Regions from separate parts of the Rattus norvegicus genome. Here region 2 is linked to region 1. The links are chromatin contacts, called in public HiChIP or PLAC-seq maps. All regions are on one chromosome and are shown on one strand. The core of a region is the stretch at or near the end of the contact, and the rest is flanking DNA. Distances in the headings are between cores, read along the strand shown. Region 1 holds the start of Puf60 (poly-U binding splicing factor 60). Region 2 holds the start of Sharpin (SHANK-associated RH domain interactor).

The links. HiChIP or PLAC-seq counts read pairs in DNA pulled down with a chosen protein or histone mark.
Region 2: a contact with region 1 is called in an H3K27ac HiChIP or PLAC-seq map of oligodendrocytes, with 8 times the contacts expected there. The contact joins the promoter of Sharpin here to the promoter of Puf60 in region 1. A contact is called at or near these places in 2 of 12 Hi-C or Micro-C datasets (kidney and mammary epithelial cells) and 1 of 1 datasets of contacts at active chromatin or transcription factors (oligodendrocytes).

Annotation. Positions count from the first base shown.
Region 1 is chr7:109,671,665-109,676,861 of GRCr8, reverse strand. Puf60 (poly-U binding splicing factor 60) reads left to right here and starts at 2,448. Exons shown (of 11, transcript NM_001399392.1): 1 at 2,448-2,510. The coding sequence starts at 2,487. It overlaps LOC102548315 (a long non-coding RNA gene), which reads right to left. Exons shown (of 3, transcript XR_005487508.2): 3 at 1-5,197.
Region 2 is chr7:109,952,348-109,957,544 of GRCr8, reverse strand. Sharpin (SHANK-associated RH domain interactor) reads left to right here and starts at 1,993. Exons shown (of 9, transcript NM_031153.2): 1 at 1,993-2,535; 2 at 2,787-2,961; 3 at 4,814-4,948; 4 at 5,022-5,163. The coding sequence starts at 2,338. Maf1 (MAF1 homolog, negative regulator of RNA polymerase III) reads right to left here and starts at 1,669. Exons shown (of 8, transcript NM_001014085.1): 1 at 1,365-1,669; 2 at 461-593; 3 at 227-355; 4 at 1-154. The coding sequence starts at 543.

The DNA of each region.
Region 1 (5,197 bases), core at 1,199-3,698:
GGTAGAGGTAGGTGTCTCTGATGACAAGTGTCCTAGGCGCTCATCCGGACTTCTGTTGGCAGGTGTGGCCTCTGGTAGAGCAGGGAGACAAAACTTATTTCCAAAAACAATTCTGAATTCCTAGGGTTCTGGTATCTTACATGAGCAGGATTCCAAGAACCTGGTCCACACTGTGGTGGTAAACACTATCACTCTGGAGGCAGAGACAGGTAGATCTCCAAGTTTAAGGCCAGCCTGACCAGTTTTTTTGTTTTTCTGAGACAGGATTTCTCTATCTAGTCGTGACTGTCTTGGAATTTGCTTGGAACTAAGTGGAAAGGTAGACCAGGTTTTTGCTAAAAAATCATTGACTCTTCATTCTTGACTTACAAGATATCGAAAGCAGCCAAATACTGTCACACCATGCAGTATGGCCTCTGGCTGTTCTTCCAGAGAAGACAGATTTTTTTTTTTTTTTTTGGTTCTTTTTTTCGGAGCTGGGGACCGAACCCAGGGCCTTGCGCTTCCTAGGTAAGCGCTCTACCACTGAGCTAAATCCCCAGCCCCAGAGAAGACAGATTTAACATCTCAGAGAGTTTGAAAGTTTTTTATTGGCTTGCCAAAGATTTTTCTGAAAATCTAGGTCCATCACTATCAGAGGGTGGTGCCTGGGGTTCCCCCTGGTGGTGGTGGTGAGACCCAGCCCACTCAACATCTTCCAGTGTGTGTGTGTGTGTGTGTGTGTGTGTGTGTGTCTGTCTGTCTGTCTGTCTGTCTGTCTGTCTGTCTGTCTGTCTGCAGAGGCTCTAGTGGGCCCATCTCATTCTAAGTCTTGACTATTGACCAATGTGATTATTATAGTTTGTTTTCTTGCAACTTTCAACTTTATGGGATTTTTTGTATTTAGTTTTATTTTGAGAAAGAATCTCTCTACGTAGTTCTGGCTGTCTTGGAAGTTGCTTTGAACTACTTGGAATGGTAGACCAGGCTGGTCTCCAACTCACAGAGATCCTCCTTGCCCCTGCCTCTGGAGTTCTGGGATCAAAGGTGCCATCACACCCAGCTCAACTTTATTTTACAACCTATTGAATTGCTCATTTGCAGATTTTTTTTTTTTTTGTTTTGGGGTGAGGGGTTGATTTTTGAAACAAGAGTTTCTCTGTGTAGCCCTGGCTGTCCTGAACTGTGTAGACCAGGCTGGCCTCAAACTCAAGAGATCTGCTTCTGCCTCCTGAGTGCTGGAATTAATGGAGTATGCCACCAGCACCTGGCTGTTTTTTCTTTTTTTAATTGGGAAGAAATCTACGTTCATGGTCTTTATCTTCTTGTTTTGGGGCTGCAACAACTTTGGGTATCTTTGATGGTATTGCTTTCTCGGTTTCTAGTCTTATTCTTCCATTTCCTTTATTGCCTTGGTTTCTTCTGTGTCATATTTCCTCATGCTCTTGTGCTTAAGAGTGAGACGCTAAGCTGGGTCTCAATGCTTTTTTCCCAGAGTGGAGGTTATGTCCAGCCACTGTTGGCAGAGCCAGACCTACTAGCACCATGTAGCAGGGATAGAAGTCTGGAGGCACCTACATTTTTTTCCCTATCTTTACTTTTTTCAGAGAATTCTAGACACAAACATCACAAACCAGTCTGCTAAGGCCCTCCTCTGGTTCCCCAACATTCCACTTCTCTGCCCACTTAGGCTTTCAATAGAGGTCTTGCCTGTTTAAATGTGGTTCAGAAGGGGAGGGAAGTATCCTGCCATATTTTGCTAGAGATCTCTATATATAAAATTCTGAAAAACACAGGGTTGAAAAACAGAATGGCTTAGCTTGAGGGTGCTTGAGCTTACAGATGTGGTTGGTGTCTTGCAGGCAGCCTTAGGATCTTGGTACTGAGTGAAGCTCAAGGTAAACGTCAGAGCAACTCCTCGCAGCACAGATGAAAATAGATTTATTCATAGCTCAGGACTCGGGGACTAACGTGCACATTTATGTCCGCAGGACTGGCTGGGGAACCATCTTTTGGGTCTATCTGCAAGTCAAACGCTCTAAAAGGCTACTTTCTCACTAGGACAGGTCATATTTCAAAATAAATGAGGACTCTTGACTTTAGATGGATAATGCAAAGGCGATGGATGCATCAATCTTTTTGTCTTCTGCCTCAGCTGTCTACGAAAAGAAGAAATCGGCCTCTTTCTCGCTCTCAGTGAATGAACTTAAATGGAATAGGGTGCTAGTAAAATAGGCAGACGGAACTGATTTAAAAATGCTGACCACGCCCCCCCTCCCCGTTCCCCCAAACGCGGGAGGGCTCTCCGGGTCTCCACTTCACTACCCCGGCCGATCCGTTCTCCTCCGGAACATTAAATGCCTGCTCCGCCCCGGAAATACGTTCCGGTCTCCACTCACGTAGCTAGGTCGTGTATCGCGAGAATTCCGCGTCCGGCGCCCAGATCGCGCGAGACTGCGGAGGGAGCTGATGCTTGTGGCGCGCGCGGCGGCCGCGACGGACGCAAGATGGCGACGGCAACTATAGCTCTCGTAAGTGAATCCCTCGCGGCCGGGAGCGGCCGTCAACTGGTAGGAGTGAGTCGTAGGCCGGAACAGGGTGCGGAGGGGCCCCTGGGTGCGCATTGGCTTGACCCGGCCTCATACGGGCTTTCTGGTGGTCACCGGCACGCGGGGCGGAGGCGGAGCGGGAGCGCGCGGCTGTGGCTTGGCTGCAGCTTCCGGCTCGAGGACTTCAGTTTCCGGCAGCTGGGCGGGGTGGGCCGGCCGCGGGCTGCCCAGCTGGATTCCGGCGGGGCGGTCCTCTTTTTGCTGAGGCTGGGCGACAGTTGTCTAGGCGTCTGGGAGCCCTGGCGCCTGCTCCAGACCTGCGCGACTGCGCCCCTTATTGGGGACGCGGAAGGGGCGGGCCCACTGGCACTTGCTCTACGCCATGGTGCACAGAGAAACGGGTTTCCCATTCTATTACCACTCAGGAGGGGGAAAACATCCTCCACACCTTTCAGACAGTCTTTCTGTCCCTGGCTCTGTTGGAGAACCCCCGTCAGTGCCTACCTCCGTCACTGGTCTGGTGGGCATCATAAGACACTGCTCACCCCTTGTTTTGTTCAGCCCTGCTCAGCGTTTTCCCTGGTCAGTCAGGAATGTACCAAGAGTGACTACCACAAGTCTTCCTCCCCACTTGCTTTAGGAACTACTTATCTCTTGGACCCCCATTGCAGTCCAGTCTTTTATTAGCTGCCACCCTCATTCAGAGGTCTGAGACTACTTAAGCAGATGCCTACAGGTCAGACTACGGTAGGGTCAAGTAGTGTAGACAGGCTGTCATTCCTCAGCCTTAGCTGGGGACTGCACCTTCATATTGGGAGAGGGGCACTTGCTCCAGCCTGCGAGGGATAGATCTAGTGTGTACCACTCACATCAAGGCTACCTTTTGAAAAATAACACTCCGGGGTTGGGGATTTAGCTCAGTGGTAGAGCGCTTGCCTAGCAAAGGCAAGGCCCTGGGTTCGGTCCCCAGCTCCGAAAAAAAGAAAAAAGAAAAAAAAATAACACTCCGATTCTTGAAGCTACAGGTGTAAATGGTCTTCGTGTAAAGACAACCAGAGAGTTGAGAGCTTGATGGCTGCTCTTAGGTGACTGTCAGATGATAGAAGAAGGGGGAGGGCAGAATATAAAATACTTTGAACAGCACTGGTAGAGAGCGGATACCTCATTTTTGGGTAGCCCCTGATGACTGAAAGGTTAGCCCGACACTACTGAAAGTTGGTGTCATTGTTGAGATGGGCTCAAACAGTAGTCTCACCACTGAAGCAGCTGGAATAGTCTTTGCCAGCATCTGACCATGAGTCCCGAGAATTGTCTGTCTCTTGTTTTGCTACATCCACAGTGCTCAGCACAAGCTTGGCTACCCAGGAAGTAGCACTATACCCTTGAAGGGACCTGAACAGATGGAAGACAGCGTCCTTCAGCCAGTCCTATTCTTGGGGCCTGGCACTGCTCTCAATGGTACTAATATTGCTAGAACCTGTGGCTTGCTTTCCATATGCAGAGTCTTAAGGGACTTCATGGAAAATGATTCCGTAACTCTTGGCTGCTGCCTGAAAGATAGGCCATGCCCCTGCATAAGAGGAGATTCAGGGACTTGGGGATTTAGCTCAGTGGTAGAGCGCTTGCCTAGGAAGCGCAAGGCCCTGGGTTCGGTCCCCAGCTCCGAAAAAAAGAACAAAAAAAAAAAAAAAAAGGAGATTCAGGCCTAGATTTTAGGTGACTTGCTCAGGTTATTTAATATGCTTTGTAATTGAAGTAACTTTTTTCTGAACTGGTGAAGGGCAGAGCTTGGCTTGCATACCTGAGACACTCAGCTTCAAACCCCTCAAGGGATCTTCCCCTCTCTCCATGCACCAAGGCTGAGACGCATATTAGTGTGACCAGCTATGATAACAAATGATAGTTTTCTCTAGGCTCTCCCAGTGACTGCATAGAACAGAGTGTTAGACTCTATTGGAGAACTCTGCTGTGGTAAATAGGCTAAATTGGGTCCTATGTAGTATCCACAGGTGAGCTTTCTCTGGGATTGTGCACGTGCATTGTCTGCTGCTTTCAGCACTATTCCTGTCCCTAGGTGGCTACTCATTTGGAGAGGCAGAAAGTCATACATGTGCCCCAGGGACAACAATCTCAGTGTCTGGCTCATGCCTGAAGCATGCTTTCACTGTGGGTGTTGAGAAGCAGCCTCTTGTTCTGCGGATACCTGTGCCACAGGAGTCACCACTCCTCTGGTTTTCTCTGGGATATCATTCTGAGTCACACTGGAACAGACAGAAGAGCACACTCAATGTTGGTAGCACCAGGAGCTACCACAAATAGGCTGTGTTAGCCATAGATTCTGCTTCCATCACAAGGTCTTCGTAGTGCATTAGGTTCTGCTGCCAGTCCCTCCAGTAGCCTGATGACCTGAGGGACTTTGTCCAAGTTGCCAGCCTCTGGCTTTCTTTCTAAAAATGGGCACAACTATCTTTCTATGTCTTTTGGTACTTGTGGATCATGTACTTTAGCTCATGGTAGGGTAAGCACATTCTTTTGTTACTGCGGTCTTCTGAGAAGTTGGGTGGACTTTAGGGCCCTTCTATCACATCCCACTCCTTACTATATTGCCTACCTTTACCTGAGGTCTATTAGGTGACAGGGACACCACAGGCTTGATAAGAGCTCCACCT
Region 2 (5,197 bases), core at 744-3,243, 280 kb before region 1:
TGGCTCCCGGCTGAATTCGTGACTTCTGGCTGTGCTGAAGTCATAGTCTGGCCGGAAGGACTCGTTGAGGGTGGCAATCAGATAGAAGAGGGTCTTACGACTGCACTTGTCACTTAGAGGACTTTCATCCTCACCACCCTGGCTCTTGCTCAGTCTGAACAGAGATAAATGTCAGCTTTGCCCACCGTCCCACACACCCCAGAAGGCAGTCTCCACCTCAGCTTACCTGCTGGGACTGAGGCCTGAGGTCTGGGGCGGGGACAGTGCCTCCAGCACATGGGGCTGGCCCTCCTGGCAGAACTGCTTAAACATATGCTTATCGTCGCCTGCCATCTTACAGGAATAGCTTTCGATCCTAAAAGACGCAGGCAGGGCCATGAAACATGCTAACCCACCCGGATGCTTTAACTCAGGGACCAAACAGTAACCTCAGAGACATCCCCAGAGCCGCCGGCCTCACCTGCCAATAATATGGGCATCTCCAGTCTCCACTGTCAACTGTGAGTTGATGGCCTCAAAGCTGGAGTTCTCCAATAGCTTCATGTCCTTTGGGAAGGGAGCTTCTTGTGCCAGTGGGACTAGTGCAGCGCTACCTGGGAATGTGGGAAGCCAGGTATGGCTACCTAGCTCCAAAGGGCTGCTTTCAGCCTTTCCACCCACTAGCAGAATATTGTTCGCAGCTCCATCTAACATTGAGTCCATCATGTAGCTCCTCTTCCTCACCTTACCTGACCCTGAGAACTCAGCGTTGGCTGATAGGGAGATGATCCTGTTACCTAAGGATGGCATGTCCAGGTTCTAGCTCAATCCCAAATCCGCCTACACGTATGAGTACTGGGGCCAGGGGGCCCACCCACTCTCGACATTCCTACCCCCATCGGCATTCTGCAGGCACCCTCTGACTGTTGTAAGGTCCTCAATCAGGATAAGAATCTGCCATCCGGTTTGGAACCGGGAATCTGGGGTTTCGAGCCTTGAGGGTCACCTGTATGGACGCTCTTCCTCGGTTCTATGGGTTGCTTCGCTGCTTCCTGGCAAGAGGCGGAAACCCATGATTTCTTCAGTTCTATTTGCAAGTATGCCTAATTCGTACTTCGTACGTCGAAGTGTGTAGGACAGACGGATACACTGCTTCTGCTAGCTCAGGCCAGCAGTCTCCTGGCATTGTTGCCCTGTAAGCCTACAGCTAACAGATTCATAACGGGAAACTACAAGCCCCAGGAGGCAGTGCATCAAGAGAGCGGTTCCAGCCCCAGGCAGCGTTGGAACTACAAGTCCCATGAGGCACTGCAGCAGCGCGAGGCCCGCCGGGGACTGTGGTTCCCGCAAGCCCGGACCGCTTGGAGCACAAGGAGGACACCCACCTGCCAAAAATGGGCTAGATCAAGCCAAGCTAGCTGGGTTGCTTAGTGTCGGTGCCGAGGTGACGGCGGCGCGGGCTCTGCGCAGCGCGGGTTCTTCAGGACTGGAGGGCGGCGCCGCGGCCTCCACTAGGGCCGCACTGTATCCGGGGGAAGAAGCTTCGCGGCGACGTCCCGTTACTCCAGGCCCTGCCGGCCCATACGGGCTGCAGCCGCGACATAGCCTCGCCCCCCTGCAGCGTCCGCTTTCGCGACCGACCTGCCGCGGACCGCCGAGATCGCACCAGCCAGAGAACGAAACAGCGACCTCCGCCTCCCCCGGCCCGACAACAACAAGCGTCCGACGGGTCCAACCCCACTCCTCTGAATGGTCCACTCCAACCACAGGGTCCAGACTATGAGAAACCTTATTGGAAGAGTCTTCCGCCACTCAGCCTTACCTTCCACTTCTACTGGTTGTGTAGCTTGTCTGTCTCGCCTTTGCTTACGAACCCGCCTCCCCTCTTAGTGTTCATTGGTTAGAGACATACCTGCCCCGCCCCCAGGAGTCAACCCTCTTTCCAGAGTGGTGCACAGTTTCGAAGTACGTCTACTGTGTTTGTGTGTATTGACGCCTGGCTCGCTTCGGTAACTGGTTTTGGCTTATGTCGGGCAGCAGCTATCGTTCGTTCGAACTTTTAAGAAAAGTCCATCCTTGCCTCCTTTTTGTGAACGGTGATCGGTCTGTGACACTGTCCCCAGGTCCTGCAGAAACGTGACTAGCGTGGACGGACTGTACCTGGAGATCCTTGGACCATCTCTATCCCTTAATGAGCTATCAGGCTCTGGTAGTGCGCAGCACTGTGTCCTTCTTGTTCTCCACGCTCTGCCACATCCGGAACCTAGCCTCACAGTCCAAGTTTCTGTCGGCGGAAGTACTCGACAGTTCTGTATCACGGAAGCGCTCTCGGAGAGTCAGGACTCCGCCGGACCAGAAATGTCGCCGCCCGCCGGCGGTGCGGCAGCGGCTGCAGACCCTGCTTCACCTGTGGTGCTCCTGGCAGTGCAAGCCGCGGTGAGACTCCTGGGCGCCGGACATGAAGACGAAGCGCAGCTGCGAAAGCTGCAGTTGAAAGCCGACCCTGAGCGGCCTGGACGCTTCCGGCTGGGACTGTTAGGCATTGAGCCAGGGGCGGTGAGTGTGGGCCTGGATGCTGGAATCAACTTTCTCACGATTACCTTGATGACAGTACTTACGCAGTTATTTCTCTTTGATTGCCTGTAAAAGTGGGAATGCTGATACCTGATTTACAAACCTTGTGAGGAATTGGTAAGATAACAGGCAAGAAAAGTTTAGGACCGTAACAATTGTCTATTTTCTTTTCCTTTCATGTTCGTGGGAGTAATGGAGAGGAACCACTGACCGAGTACTCTTTCCCTGTTCAGGTCAGTTTAGAATGGCCCTTGGAGTCTATTTGCTATACCATTCGTGGTCCTAACCAACACGAGCTGCAGCCTCCACCTGGAGGTCCTGGAACCTTCAGTGTGCACTTCCTCAACTCTGAGGAAGCACAGCAGTGGGCAGCACTGGTGCGAGATGCCACCGCAGAAGGACAAAATGGTCAGTGTTGTGGAATAAATGCTTTTTAAATAAGTCTGGGCCTCCTAGTCATGGTTGCGGGTAGTGATGGGAAAGGCTGGGCGTTTAGGAAGGCTTCCAAGAGGAAGAAAGTGGAGAAATAAAAGGTTTAAGAGCTGACATCTGGGGATGGAGAGATGGCTCAGTGGTTAAGAGCACCGACTGCTCTTCCCAAAGTCCTGAGTTCAAATCCCAGCAACCACATGGTGGCTCACAACCATCTGAAATGAGTCTGATGCCCTCTTCTGGTGTGTCTGAAGATAGCGACAGTGTAATCATAATATATTATAAATAAATAAAATATTTAAAAAAAAAAAAAGAGCTGACATCTGGAGTACCAGAAAAGGAGGAGCCAGTATTGCTGCAGGACGGAGTTTAAGAACAATGGGTTGTGTTCAGTGGGAAAATAACAGAGACCTGAAAAAAGGTAAAGATAGAGATTCTGCAATTATGTGGAGTGGTATAAACAAGGCTACAAAGAAGACCAGAGGGTCTCAGGAGTTGGAATTAGGTAGGTTTTGTGGAAGCATTAGCGATTCAGACTCAGTGAGAAGAACCACTTAGTATGAGGCTTTTACACTGTGCCTGCTTGGAAAAGCACGGGCATGGCAGGGACTCTGGACAGGTAAAGACTGGGAGTCGGAGAGGTCACCCAAGGTCACCAGAGAAGTACAGAGAAGGCCTTGTATGTAGACTAGCAGTTCTCCAGCTTCCTAATGCTTCAACTCTTTAATACTGTTCTTTATATTATGTGATGCCCCCAGCCATAAATTTATCTTCATTGCTACTTTCATAACTGTAATTTTGCTGTTATGAATTATAATGTAAATATTTTCCAATGGACTTAGGTGACCCCTCTGAAAGGGTCATTCGACTCCCAAAAGGGTTGAAATCCACAGGTTGAGAACCACTGATGTAGACAGTTCCCTGGGAAGCGGTAGGTAGGAATGCCTACAGATATCTGAGGAAGACCTGAGACTGACATGAGACCAGGGTAACTTAGCATTGAAAAGTTCTCTTGTCATTCATTTGCCAGATGTGTATCCAGCCCTTAATAGTGTTTTTTCTGGCAAGGTCTTAATGTGAATTCCAGGCTGATCTCAAATTCACTATGTAGCCCAAGTTGGCTTTGAACTGTCAGTGATCCTCTTACCCATGCACCCAGAGTGTGGTGTTGTAGATGTGTACCATCCAACTGGGCACTACTTTTTTCTTTTTCCTCTGTGTGGGTGTCTGTGGTGTGTATGTATTTGTATAGAGGCATACATGTGCATAGCATATATAGAAGTCAGAGGGCAATCTTGGGACGGCAACCTTGAGTGTCAGTCCTCACTTTCCACCTTGTTGGAGAGTTTCTACTGTTTTAGCCTTTTTATAAGCCAGGGTAGTTTCCTGAATCCCCACATTTCTGAGCTTGCCTTAACCCCTATCTCACCATACTAACACTGGGATTACAGATCTACACTTTCATGCTTGGTTTTATATGGTTTGGGGGGATTTGAACTCTCAGGTCTATGTCTGTATAGAAAGCACTTTAAGCCAGGCAGTGGTGGTGCACACTTTTAATCCCAGCAACTTCAGGAGGCAGAGGCAGGCCGATCTCTGAGTTCGAGGCTAGCCTGGTCTACAGAGTGAGTTCCAGAACACCCAGGCTACACAAAAACAGTTCCATCTCTCTCCAATTGAGAGTTGTTTTTGTTTTGAGGGCCAAGGCTAGGAGAGGAAGATTTAGCTTGAATTATGGCCTAAAGATAGTAGAATGAGGCAGAGAAGGCAAAGATCCTAAAAACCTGAGGTTGGAGACCACTAGTCTAATCCACATCTTCCCTCTTAGGCAATGACAGCACAGCCCCAGTCCCAACCCCAGCCATGTGCCCCACTTCTCCACCATGTTCTTCTGTGACTCCAACACCTAAAGCAACCCAACCAGAGATGGACCTTCCTCAAGGTTCTGGAAACTTGAAAAAAGGTAAAGACAGACTGGAAGGAGTTGGGGGCTGTGGTTGGTATCTAGCTGTGATAGCTGTCTTTTCTCTTTGTAGAAGAGCTGGCTACACACCTGGCCCAGGCCATTGCAGGTGGGGATGAGAAAGCAGCAGCCCAAGTGGCGGCAATCCTGGCACAGCATCATGTGGCTCTCAATGTCCAGCTCTTAGAGGCCTGGTTCCCACGGGGTCCCATAAGGTAAGGCCTGGTCTTACTCTGCCCTCCTGACCTT